Regions from separate parts of the Mus musculus genome. Here all the other regions are linked to region 2. Evidence: chromatin contacts called from public Hi-C data. All regions are on one chromosome and are shown on one strand. Each heading gives the region's core, a stretch centred on a gene start, on an enhancer-like site or on the middle of the called end of the contact. The rest is flanking DNA. Distances are from core to core; before and after follow the strand shown. Region 1 overlaps 4932412D23Rik (RIKEN cDNA 4932412D23 gene). Region 2 has its middle 41 kb from the start of Gap43. Region 3 overlaps 4932412D23Rik (RIKEN cDNA 4932412D23 gene).

Evidence for each region. Hi-C and Micro-C count contacts between places; a contact is called where the count stands out from the background.
Region 1: a Hi-C map of the N1E-115 cell line shows a contact between it and region 2, with 2.7 times the contacts expected there. The contact joins two enhancer-like sites. A contact is called at or near these places in 2 of 15 datasets of contacts at CTCF or cohesin (both in the NIH/3T3 cell line), 1 of 484 Hi-C or Micro-C datasets (the N1E-115 cell line), 1 of 115 datasets of contacts at active chromatin or transcription factors (neural progenitor cells) and 1 of 9 other capture datasets (embryonic stem cells).
Region 3: a Hi-C map of the N1E-115 cell line shows a contact between it and region 2, with 7 times the contacts expected there. The contact joins two enhancer-like sites. A contact is called at or near these places in 2 of 15 datasets of contacts at CTCF or cohesin (both in the NIH/3T3 cell line), 4 of 484 Hi-C or Micro-C datasets (the C2C12 cell line, the N1E-115 cell line, forebrain and 1 more), 7 of 115 datasets of contacts at active chromatin or transcription factors (cardiomyocytes, embryonic stem cells, extraembryonic endoderm stem cells and 2 more) and 1 of 9 other capture datasets (embryonic stem cells).

Annotation. Positions count from the first base shown.
Region 1 is chr16:42,744,347-42,747,820 of GRCm38.p6, forward strand. All of the region lies in intron 1 of 4932412D23Rik (RIKEN cDNA 4932412D23 gene), which reads right to left. Among named protein-coding and RNA genes, the nearest start is that of Gm29960, 93 kb to the left of the region's middle. Within about 2 kb of position 2,050, at least 69 of the 459 cell types and tissues checked have an H3K27ac peak or open chromatin away from gene starts, as enhancers often do. A contact at or near this core is called in the N1E-115 cell line, where this site is marked.
Region 2 is chr16:42,379,630-42,383,042 of GRCm38.p6, forward strand. No RefSeq gene overlaps it. Among named protein-coding and RNA genes, the nearest start is that of Gap43, 41 kb to the left of the region's middle. Within about 2 kb of position 1,987, at least 10 of the 459 cell types and tissues checked have an H3K27ac peak or open chromatin away from gene starts, as enhancers often do. A contact at or near this core is called in the C2C12 cell line and the N1E-115 cell line, where this site is marked.
Region 3 is chr16:42,780,292-42,784,056 of GRCm38.p6, forward strand. The region is part of intron 1 of 4932412D23Rik (RIKEN cDNA 4932412D23 gene); the gene reads right to left. Among named protein-coding and RNA genes, the nearest start is that of 4932412D23Rik, 93 kb to the right of the region's middle. Within about 2 kb of position 2,095, at least 134 of the 459 cell types and tissues checked have an H3K27ac peak or open chromatin away from gene starts, as enhancers often do. A contact at or near this core is called in the C2C12 cell line and the N1E-115 cell line, where this site is marked.

The sequences.
Region 1 (3,474 bases), core at 800-3,299, 360 kb after region 2:
TTGTAAGGATTAGTGACTCACACACAACGTGAACCTGAAGAATCTTAATTTCTTGCAAGTTCTGTAAACATCACCATTACCTTCTCTCCCATGTAATAGATTACCCCACTAGCTCGGCAATCGTGCCTTGTATCCGTGACCTTGGACCTTGGTGTTTCTGAGGTTAGTAAAGTTTATGGTGAGTTTTCATGCTTCTCACCAGACTGAATTTTAAGGTTGACCTTCAAAGAGAGGTATGCTCCAGTGTGGCTCTGCCCACTTGTTACGGTGTTCTTTTCTGTCAGATACATAAGGGGCTTTGCCTTATCCTATATGAGTTGTGAAATTGTCAACCATATACCACCAACTGTAGTATTCCATCTGAGAAAATGAGTTCACATTTATGTCTCCTTTCTGTTTCCTTCCTAAAGATCCTATACCACTGCCTCATGTCAAAAAGTCATTCTCCCAAAGGAATAAGTAGCTAGGCTCTGCTACAAGGGGAAGACGAAAGTCTGAGAAGAGTTTTACAGCGATAGTGATCCCAAGATTACTATGATCACACCTCTTCCAACACGTGGAGAAGCCCTTCTCGTGTATTCTAGAAGATTCTAAGAGCCACTTCAAAAATAGCCATGCAATAGATCTTCATTATCAACGACCACCAGGAAACAGCACTGTTAACTATTGCACGAATCTCAGCCTTACCATATCCAAAATAGTGATCAGAGACATAACACACGGAGAAAATCTTTACCAAGTAGGTCTCAAAGCATAAGAAGTGAAATGTAATTCTTTTCCTACCCATCTCAACATCTGCTTCCTAAACTTAGGATTCTTTCTAGGAACATGCTAGCTTAATTTATCTCCCTTACAAATTGATTTAGTACCTTATAATAACCTGGAATTCATTATATCATTATATATATATATATATTTCTTAAAAAGCCACCCATCTTATTTCCTCACAAGCATCTGTATTGTGCAAGTAACATCCTACAGATCTGTAATGCAGCATTTGGTGCTGTTCGACCTATACCAATCACAGCCAATGCCCATTGATTCCAGTATGCTTCACGATCTGTCCCGCATATGCCATTTTCTAAACATGCACAGTAAGAGGGAGAATAACTGGCATTTTAAGTATCAAGTGCAGGGTAACAACAAGCATTGTCCCTGGTTTGCTTGTGTTGTGACTGACTCAAGAAATAGATAAGCTAATATTCCACAAAATGTCAAGACACACTGGGATCATTTTGAAGAGACACAATCATAATTCAGCTCACTATACCTCCTGAATTGCTATTACACACTAATCCGACTGGAGGGCATTTTGACTGCTTTGATGTACAGTCTTTACTGGCTCAATTGTCCCATCTCAAATGTTCTAATGAAACGTTCTCTGCGAAGAAGAGATTTTGGAAACTGTACCTTAACACCAGAAGATATTGTTGGATTCAGTATCTATTCACTCTTCAAACCAACTGACAAATAACCAATGACATAAAGTAGATAGTAGCCTGCATATTGGCACCCATGCATAAATGTACAGGCTCTTTATATTATTTATCTAAGAAGTAATTGTTGAGCATTGACTGTGCCCACTTCCTCCCCCTTCCATCTAAGCAGCAGAATCGGTTAGGGACCTGCAATGCTATCCTCATTTAGCAACAGCAGAGCAGTGTCAGCAGCTCTATTCTGTGCTCTTTTGTTCAGCTTCTCTTTATTTCAGTGGTGTCTGCACAGCTCACCTGATGTCACTGGGAGAGAAAAAGAGACTAGCAAAACCCTTTGAATCGTTCTCATAGCTGGATTTATGTAATAGAAAACCTCATGATCCTGAGAACGTGTATTTTCATACATTACGATGTCAAAGTACTCTACTGCATAGCAAGCTGGGTAGACTGGAATATAAAGTGCTTCCGGTGGGAAGTGAGGAGACAGACAGAAGAATGTTTTCCTGTTCTCAGAAAAGCTAGTCAGATAGCTCTGTTTGAAAGGCAGCGTGTGTCAGTGTGAAGTAATCCTGCCCTCTCTCTTCCTCCCTGGCTTCTCCAGGGAAATGAGTCACACCTGGTCGCTGCCCTTCGGAGGGTGTTTGATGTTCTAAATTCTCATCAGCCCTGCACAGCTAGGATGATGTCAGCACAGTTGACATTGTTAGATCCCTGCTCTGCTTACATCAATTCCCTGTCGCTCGGGTGTCAGATCAGTGTGAAGAATGGAAGGGGGGAATCATCTTCTTAGCAACGAATCCCACTGAATCCCATGTCTCTAGGATCCTGAAAAGACATCTGGCACTTTGCTTTGGGGATTTCCTGTGCATGCCAGAATTTTAGTTAGATTAAAATACAGCCGCAGTGAGTCAAAAAGAAACCTCCCATCTTCTTCCACCAGAATGTATATGCTTTTACAGTACTTCACTTCCAAATGTTTATCACCAAAGTACACTATTTATTCACGTACCCCTGAATTCCTCTAGGATATACTTTCTTGGCTTGATAATCTTACTTCTGCTTAAAGCCAGAAAAGTCAAAAGGGGGCCATCTTTCCACCCTTCAGTAGTCAAACGCCATAGATAGGTATAAGTATATAAAATACACAATCACCTTACAAAAGAAAGAAAGAAAGAAAGAAAGAAAGAAAGAAAGAAGGAAGGAAGGAAGGAAGGAAGGAAGGAAGGAAGGAAGGAAGGAAAGAAAGAAAGAAAGAAAGAAAGAAAGAAAGAAAGAAAGAAAGAAAGAAAGAAAGAAAGATGGCCATGCTAATAAGAACAGGATCCAGATAGAGTACAGAATCATTTCCTGGATGCACTCAGAAGACTAGAATCATTAAATACGAAGCGTAACAACAGCACAATAAACTCAGACAGCTGCAGCCTTCAGATTCATCTATGTATTGATTATCCAGGGGAAGGCAGAGAGACCTTAGGAAAAGGATCTAAAAGGTTACTTTGGAAAATGTTACAGTGCAACAGCCAATAGAACCCTGCCCCTCATGCCAATAGCTGTCAGAAACCCCAACAATGAAGATTTAACGTCTACTCTTCCAGAACAACGTCTCAGAATTATTCTATCTCAGCTCTTTATGCAAACGCTTTTCGTTGCTTTCTAGCTCTCTTTGTGCTCAACCACTTATTCATCTTAGAACCATTTCTGGCTACAGCATCTTCCTCTGGGATAGTTAGAGTCAAGTGACCGAGGTGGGTAAGTGAGTGGACACCAAAATGCTGTGTGATAAGCATTCTCATTAGAAATAGCCTTAGGGTTCAGAGAGGATAAGAAACAAAGGGGAAGGCAAACCCAGGCTCTGGAACAGGAAGAAGTCCTCAGAATGGCATGCTGAGTATTCACCATTTGGTTTTGTTTTTATAATTGCAATTCAAATGATAATTTTAAATCCTGATACTTGGTCCATAGAATGCAAGTATACATTTTTAGCAAATAGTTCCATTGTAGTCCAGAGGGTTCATTTGTCTGCCAACTTGCCCAAGTT
Region 2 (3,413 bases), core at 737-3,236:
GTACTGGGAGCAGGCTGCCTCTCCTTGTATTTTCTCATGTGTGTACATTTTAGAAGGTATAACATATTTCCCTCAGTCTGAAAACCTAAAGATCTTAAATACAAGAATATTTTACCCAGGACTATGACATACAGATAACATTTTGACGATATCATGGTTTAAATTCATGCCCAGCTCTACCTCTAATAGCCTGGAACACGCCTTGCCTCTGCCACTTCTCTGTTTGCACTCTTAGGAGTTTAATTGACCTTACCAGTCCTGCCTTCTCATATGTGAAAGAAAGGTAATGTCCCAAAGGATGACCTGCAACAAAAGGTCATTGTAAAGATGGGATGAGAGAATTCTTGGAGAATGCATAGACCAATGACTGATATTCAATAGTGTCAGCTAATGAAAAGTTGTCTAAAGGTTGAAGAGACTGCCATTTCTGTATCTCAAATGGATATTTTTCCTTTGCATGAACAAACACATGTGATTCAACAGGATATCTTTCTAAAACTGTAGAATGAGAGTTTTATTAGGAAGTTTAACCTAATAACTCCTCATACATCAGAGTTTATTAGGAAGTTACCCTAGGTGTTCGAGGGTCCTACCAATACTGGTTGCCAGCTCTCCAAACTTATCTTTTGCTCTGGTATCTTCCACCCTCACATCTCTAGGAAAGCCTGGGATCCTAAGAGCCCTCCCCTCAGAAAACAGATTCAACATTTTTTGAGTACTAGATAAATAGAAAGGGGAGAATGAGCACACACCCAGCAGTGTTGGCTCAGGCCTTCCGTGGGTTACACAGGCTTGCAGTGACTTTTTCTCAGGCTTACTATTGCTAGTCCTAGGAGCACGTAAGCTAAGACAAAACAGCATAGATGACTAACATTTTAAAGAATGCAGGAGATATCCCTCATCTTCTCTGATCAAGATTTCCCCATTTCCCTTTTAATTCTTTAATTGGTCTTTCTTCTAAGAGGGATTTGCTTCTTTGTTTGGCAGGCTTCAGCTGACATCTGTATTGTTTCTGCAAGGCTGGGCCAGAAGGTTTGCCTCTTAAAGGAGTTCTAGGGGATTCCCTGCCACTTTCTAGGCTTTTTTTAATGCTATCGAGGGTCTAGTGAACTGAGGAGGGATGATGCCTGAGTGTGCAGAGACAGGAGAGACACTGGGACTCCCTCCTTTATTTCAGAGCAATTACATCACTCACTCTGGCCAGCCTCCCAGAATGATGTGCGAGGCTGTGGATGAAGCAATAGGTACCAGAGCACTGTCACAGGTCCCCTGCCATCTGCACAGCTCACCTCCTGTAAAGTTTCAGCAGCCATACGACTAACTCTTGGGAGCATCTCCCACATTTTTCTTGCTAAATTGGTTAGTCCAAAGGTGTTTACCTAAGCTGGAAAAGAATTTTCTGGAAAATAATAAGCATATAGGAAGAGGTGGGAACACAGCTCGGAACATCATTCCCCAGGGGCTCCACTACAATGTGATTTAAACAAAGAGCATAAGAACAAAAATGTGGTTATATGATCATCATAAGAAGCAATTTATAACAATTACCTCTTCGGGGAGAACTATTTCCATCTTGCCCCGAGGAAGCCTCAGGTGTTTGTTTCAGTGGGTAAAACCCACCAACACTAAAAAAATCTTTTTAAAAGCAGGTCACCAACTGAGTTTAGTTTTACACTTTACTGCTCAGGCATCTCTGCTCCATTGGTGCCCTGCTACTGCTCCTATACCCCCCAGCTCTGTCAACCACGGCTCAAAAGACTCAGAAGTGCTTCACATCCCCATTTCTCTCTAGAAGCTTAATGCTTTTACAGACTAGACACATGGCTGCCTTAGTCTTTCTGGCTGCTTGTTTACTGCCTAGGATTGCTTATCTATCTGACTTCTGCTATCGGCCTATATACCCTCTGCCTTGGGGTTTCCATGGCTGTTCCAGCTCTGTGATTTTCATCCTTGAGTTCAGTGGTTTGCCAATGATCTAATTCAGCCGACTGACTGTCTGCCTCTGGCTTCTTAATTAGCTCCCAAGGGGCTTTTCTTAAAAGTCCTTCTGGATCATTTTGAAAGGGGCATTTCTGATGCAGAAAAGCTTCTTTCCCATCAGGAGGTGTAGCTTAAAGCTTGCTTTGCTCATTCTACACACAGGCCACCAAGGCCCTCGAAGATGAAGACATGCTACAAAGGAGATCAAGGCAGAAATAATTTCTCTTTATGCCTTTGTTTACTCAAAGGTATTATATGACCACCTATTATACTTAAAACTGGCAGGGCTACAGTGACAAATATATTTCCATTCCTATCTTGGAGGTCTTACAGTCCAGAGCAATATATCTTAAATTTCATTGTGCATAAAAATTACCCAGGGAGCTTATTAAAGTCCAGATATAAATGTTCTGTAAATCAGTGGTTCCATAGTATAGAATACATCCTGAGCCTTGGTAATTTTTGATAAATACCTTAGAAAAGTGAAGTAAGAGACCATGTAGGTACTTTGAGAAACAGATTCAAGTTTATATCATGAGCTCTGTTAGACACAGAACACTGGAAATCAGTTGGAAAAGCATAGATGCCTGATTATTCTAGATGTTTAATAATTCTAAAGAATAAGTGGAGGTCATGCTCCACCTGTATTGCTCCACTTACTTTGTATGCCTTTCTTCCCCTAGCTTTTATGATAGGGGTAATCAATATGTGTCTTTATTTTAGTGATGGAGAAGATTAAAAACTATAACTTGCTCAGTGATGGATTGTGTCCATTGTGTCGGCACGCAGTCTTGTTTATGGAATATTAACTTAACTAATTGATGGGAAAAAAACCCATTCCACTCTGGGTGGCATCATTCTCTAGGTGAAAGGATTTCTTGGGCAGCATGAGCGTAGAGAAATTGATCTGAGTGCAGGCAGTCAATCAGGTGAGAATCTATGTGTTACTTTCTCTCTCTGCTCTTGATTTTGGATAGGATATGGCTAGCTGCTTCAAGTTTCAGCCTTGACTTTCTCAAAATGATGAACTATAGCCTGAAATTTTGAGCTAAAAGTAACCACTTTCTCCTGGAGAGAGAGAGAGAGAGAGAGAGAGAGAGAGAGAGAGAGAGAGAGAGAGAGAGAGAGAATGAGAGAGAGAGACCCACTATCATTAGATCTGCCATGTATCAAGCAACAAACTGCCTTCACAATATTTCAAATATTCTTTTCCAGTTCAGAGAAGAGATGTCTCCGAGCCTCTGTATGCACTGATTGCCTAGTGATGCAAGAATATGAAACATGATGAAGGTCAGAGGTGCGTCAAGCCGTGGGCAAGGCATGAGAAGCTGAAATGTCTAGATTTCCAGATGGTGCTGTTATGGGGACCACTGTGATGGGAAGTCGCTGGAACATGGTGAATTTTCAGTAGGAGATATCTACTTTTCAAACTG
Region 3 (3,765 bases), core at 845-3,344, 400 kb after region 2:
CCCTATCTCCCATTCTTATCACTCTTGCAATGATCTACTGGTCTAAGTTTATTATGTTTCCTGAGAACCTAGGAAAACACATTGTAAATAACTAGGAAGAAAACTAATTCCACATATATCTTATAATATGCATAGGCCAAAGTTTTCCTCATTGTGAAATAAGGCAGTTAGATTAAATGACCTCCAAGACCTTGTCCAGGGAGGGTTGCCCAGCTGTACCAGCTCGCCTGATATTGTCCTCATTTTACAACCACAGTGTTTACATCCTGGAGAGATTTTTCAGACCTTACCATCCCAAGATAGGATGGTTTATATTAAATTTCAAATTCTGGGACAAATGGCTGAAGTGCCTATTTAACATATCAAAGCAAATGTGGCATCCATGTTCTCCCAGCGTTCTTCAGCCCCTACCTGCTACAAGTTCTTCCTCGTTTGCATCTCTGCCCCCTACCCTGAACTCTCTAGCCCAGGGGGCTGGATTGCTCCCCCCTATATGATCCAGCCATTTTGGTTACCCACACTTTTTGTATCTTTGCCCTATAGGTTGCTGCAACTGGTTCCCTCTCTCTCCTCTCCCTTCTCCTCCCTCCCATACTCCGATGGCTCAGGGTCATGTCCACTCGGGATTCTCCCAGATGTCTCTGAGTCTGGCTAAGCTCCCCCTTTCATCTACAATGACATCCCTCCTCCCCCATATCGAGGAGCAGTTCTGTCTTTTCCTTTTTATTTCTTTTTTTTTTTTTTTTTTCTAAAAAGGAAAGTCTAAAGCATCACTTGATGAACACATTTGAAATCACTGTTTGGTTTAAGTAGAAGTGGTTTCCAAACCCTGATGCTTAATTTCAAAAGAAATGAAAATATTTTTTGTCTTATTTCTCAAATGAGCTTGAAATTTTATATATTGTAGCGTTTACGTGACTAGTGCTGAAAGAGTTAAAAGTCGGAGGTTTTTTTTTTATCGCCCTCTGTGAAGTCCCTGGATAGGATCTACTTCTGACCTCAGCTGTGGCATGTGACAAGTGCTTTGTAGCTTCACATCACAGCTGCATGAGGTCACTGGCAATCCTTTCAGGAGCTGATCCCGCAGCCTCATTTCCTTGACAGAGTAAAGCATTTTACTAGATCTAAGATTAGGCGTATTTGTAACTGGTACGCAAATTATCAGTTATTATTTGGTATTCACGTTACTGCCATGGTTTCTGTGATTCATCCAATGCAGTCTGTGTAAAAAGCAATGACCTCATTCTTTGCTGGATCTAAAATCAGTCATGGTCACTAAAGCCCCTTGTTCTACACAAAAGAAAGAAATCAGATGACCTTTGCTCTGACCCTTGACTTGATATTTACAAAAGCTAATTATGGGGAGGGCCAACTCTCTTTTATCATTCAAGGACATTTGGCTAAGGTCTACTCCTTAAATAAAAAACAAAATGTCATTCAGAGGGCTATTTAAGGCTGTATACAGTATAAGGAAATCTACTCTGATGTTAATTTGGCGTTTTTGGCCATCAACATTGATTTTCTCAAAGTCAATCACGTAAAACATGGGAGGGGTTATATGTCTCTCATTAAAATCAAAGTGGCTCACTAACAAAAGGGAGTTGGTTATCTGGAGGTCTGGCAGTTGGAGGTCAGAGAGACACGTGGTCTGATAGCTTCAGCTAAACCTCTCTCAGTTTTCACTACCACGCCCCTGCCCCTGCTTCTGCTGGAAAAGAACTACCAGGCACTATGCATTGCTTTAACTCTAAGGGCTCTAAGGGTTACTTGGTTGATAAGGAGACCACCCCTAAAACAGAAGGCAGCCACTAATCCCCAGTGGGATTATTTAGTTACCTTTATTATAATAACAATGCTTACAAATACAGGTTTAAGGTAAACAAACATTCAGAAGAAAGAAAAAGAAAGAAAGCATCAGATAGTTAGAACAATGGGAGACACACAGTCCTTTTTTTCCCGGGGCTTCCCCTTGGCTGGCCTTTTCTTTGGGGAAAAGTAGAAGTCTGAATTCTTTTGTTCATTTCAGCCACCGCCCTTTTGCAATCTGAGTCTGAGCAAGGCTGCCACGCCCAGGAAAGGGACAAAGGCAGAGAAAGGGGATCTCTGGGCACTGACACAGCTCCACTTACTTAAACAGGACTCATTTGTTGGTCTCAGTAACATAGCTGTACACATCAGTTACCATCTCTATAAACAAACAATTAAAACAGGGGCATAAAATATATGCATGCTCTGAAATTCTATCTGATTAAAGTATTCTTTTCCTAGAAAGACAGGCAGCCAGAGTTCTACTCGTTTCAGAAAAAGGATGAATGCTGCCCCCTCTTGACTAAGTGCTGGATACGCTGAACAGCCATAAACTCTAATGGCTAGCCAGTGGGAATAAAGATCCTACTTTTGTACAGAGAATTTTAATGAAATCTTAGAAGCTGGAAGGTTAGAGGAAGCTCAAAGTTTATCTCAATGGGACTTTTATAGGTTTCTGGGAGATGGGTCATGCTTTATCGATGCGCCTGCATCTTCTCAGCTGTTTCTGTTTTGTAGATTCTTAATTTTGCCTGGAATAATCATTTGAGTTTAGTGCTCTGTTTCCCCGATAAGACTGATAGACTCCTTGAGAATATGAGCCACTGCCACCCCTCCTCCTCCTCCTCCTCCTCCTCCTCCTCCTCCTTTACTTGCCTTCATAACTATCAGAATACCTTCAAAGATTCATGCATAGTGGGTATTCAACAATACATAAGCAATCTCTAGCTGGCGTCACTATAGTTTATGGCTATGAACAATTGGTTCTCTCTGAACTCATAAATTCAGCTTGGGTTTCAAGTCAAGAAATTTTGTTTTGTTTTGTTTTATGTTTTGTTTTGTTTTTGTTTTTTGTTTTGGTTCTCGAGACAGGGTTTCTCTGTGTAGCCTTGGCTGTCCTGGAACTCACTTTGTAGACCAGGCTGGGATTAATGAGATGAGATTAACTCAGAAATCTGCCTGCCGCTGCCTCCCAAGTGCTGGGATTAAAGGCGTGAGCCAATGTCAAGAAATTCAAATAAGTGCTGTCATTCCTTAATCTTAGAATCATTTAAACTTGGAAGCATACTCGGTTTGCTTATAGGCACCAAGCACTAAAATACATGTTATAGACAAAAAAATACTTTTAAAAATAAAAATTAGGCCAGGCGTGGTGGCGCACGCCTTTAATCCCAGCACTCAGGAGGCAGAGGCAGGCGGATTTCTGAGTTCGAGGCCAGCCTGGTCTACAAAGTGAGCTCCAGGACAGCCAGGGCTATACAGAGAAACCCTGTCTTGAAAAACCAAAATAAATAAATAAAATAAATAAATAAATAAATAAATAAATAAAAATTAAAAAGTACAGGAAAAAAAAACCCTAGTCATGTTACACACAGGTGTAATGTTGAATGTAAGAAAACTGACTTAAGACAAAAAACAAACCACACACACACACACACACACACACACACACACACACACACACACCTGCATGCTGCATGCTCCCTTGCTCTAGAGCCTCCAAACAGTGAAGTAACACACACACAGTGCTAGGAGCCTCTTTGGAAGAGCACTGGCTAGAAGGGAGCACACAAATTGCTTCTAGAATGTTACTAACATTTTTGATATTATTACTATTGAATCAGAGGCACAGCCGCATCCACTATGAGGCATCTCATTAAGCTCTATGCTTATGATATGTGCACTTGTGTACATTATGCTTCATTAAAAACACTTACATGATATTTTTCTCAGACCCCA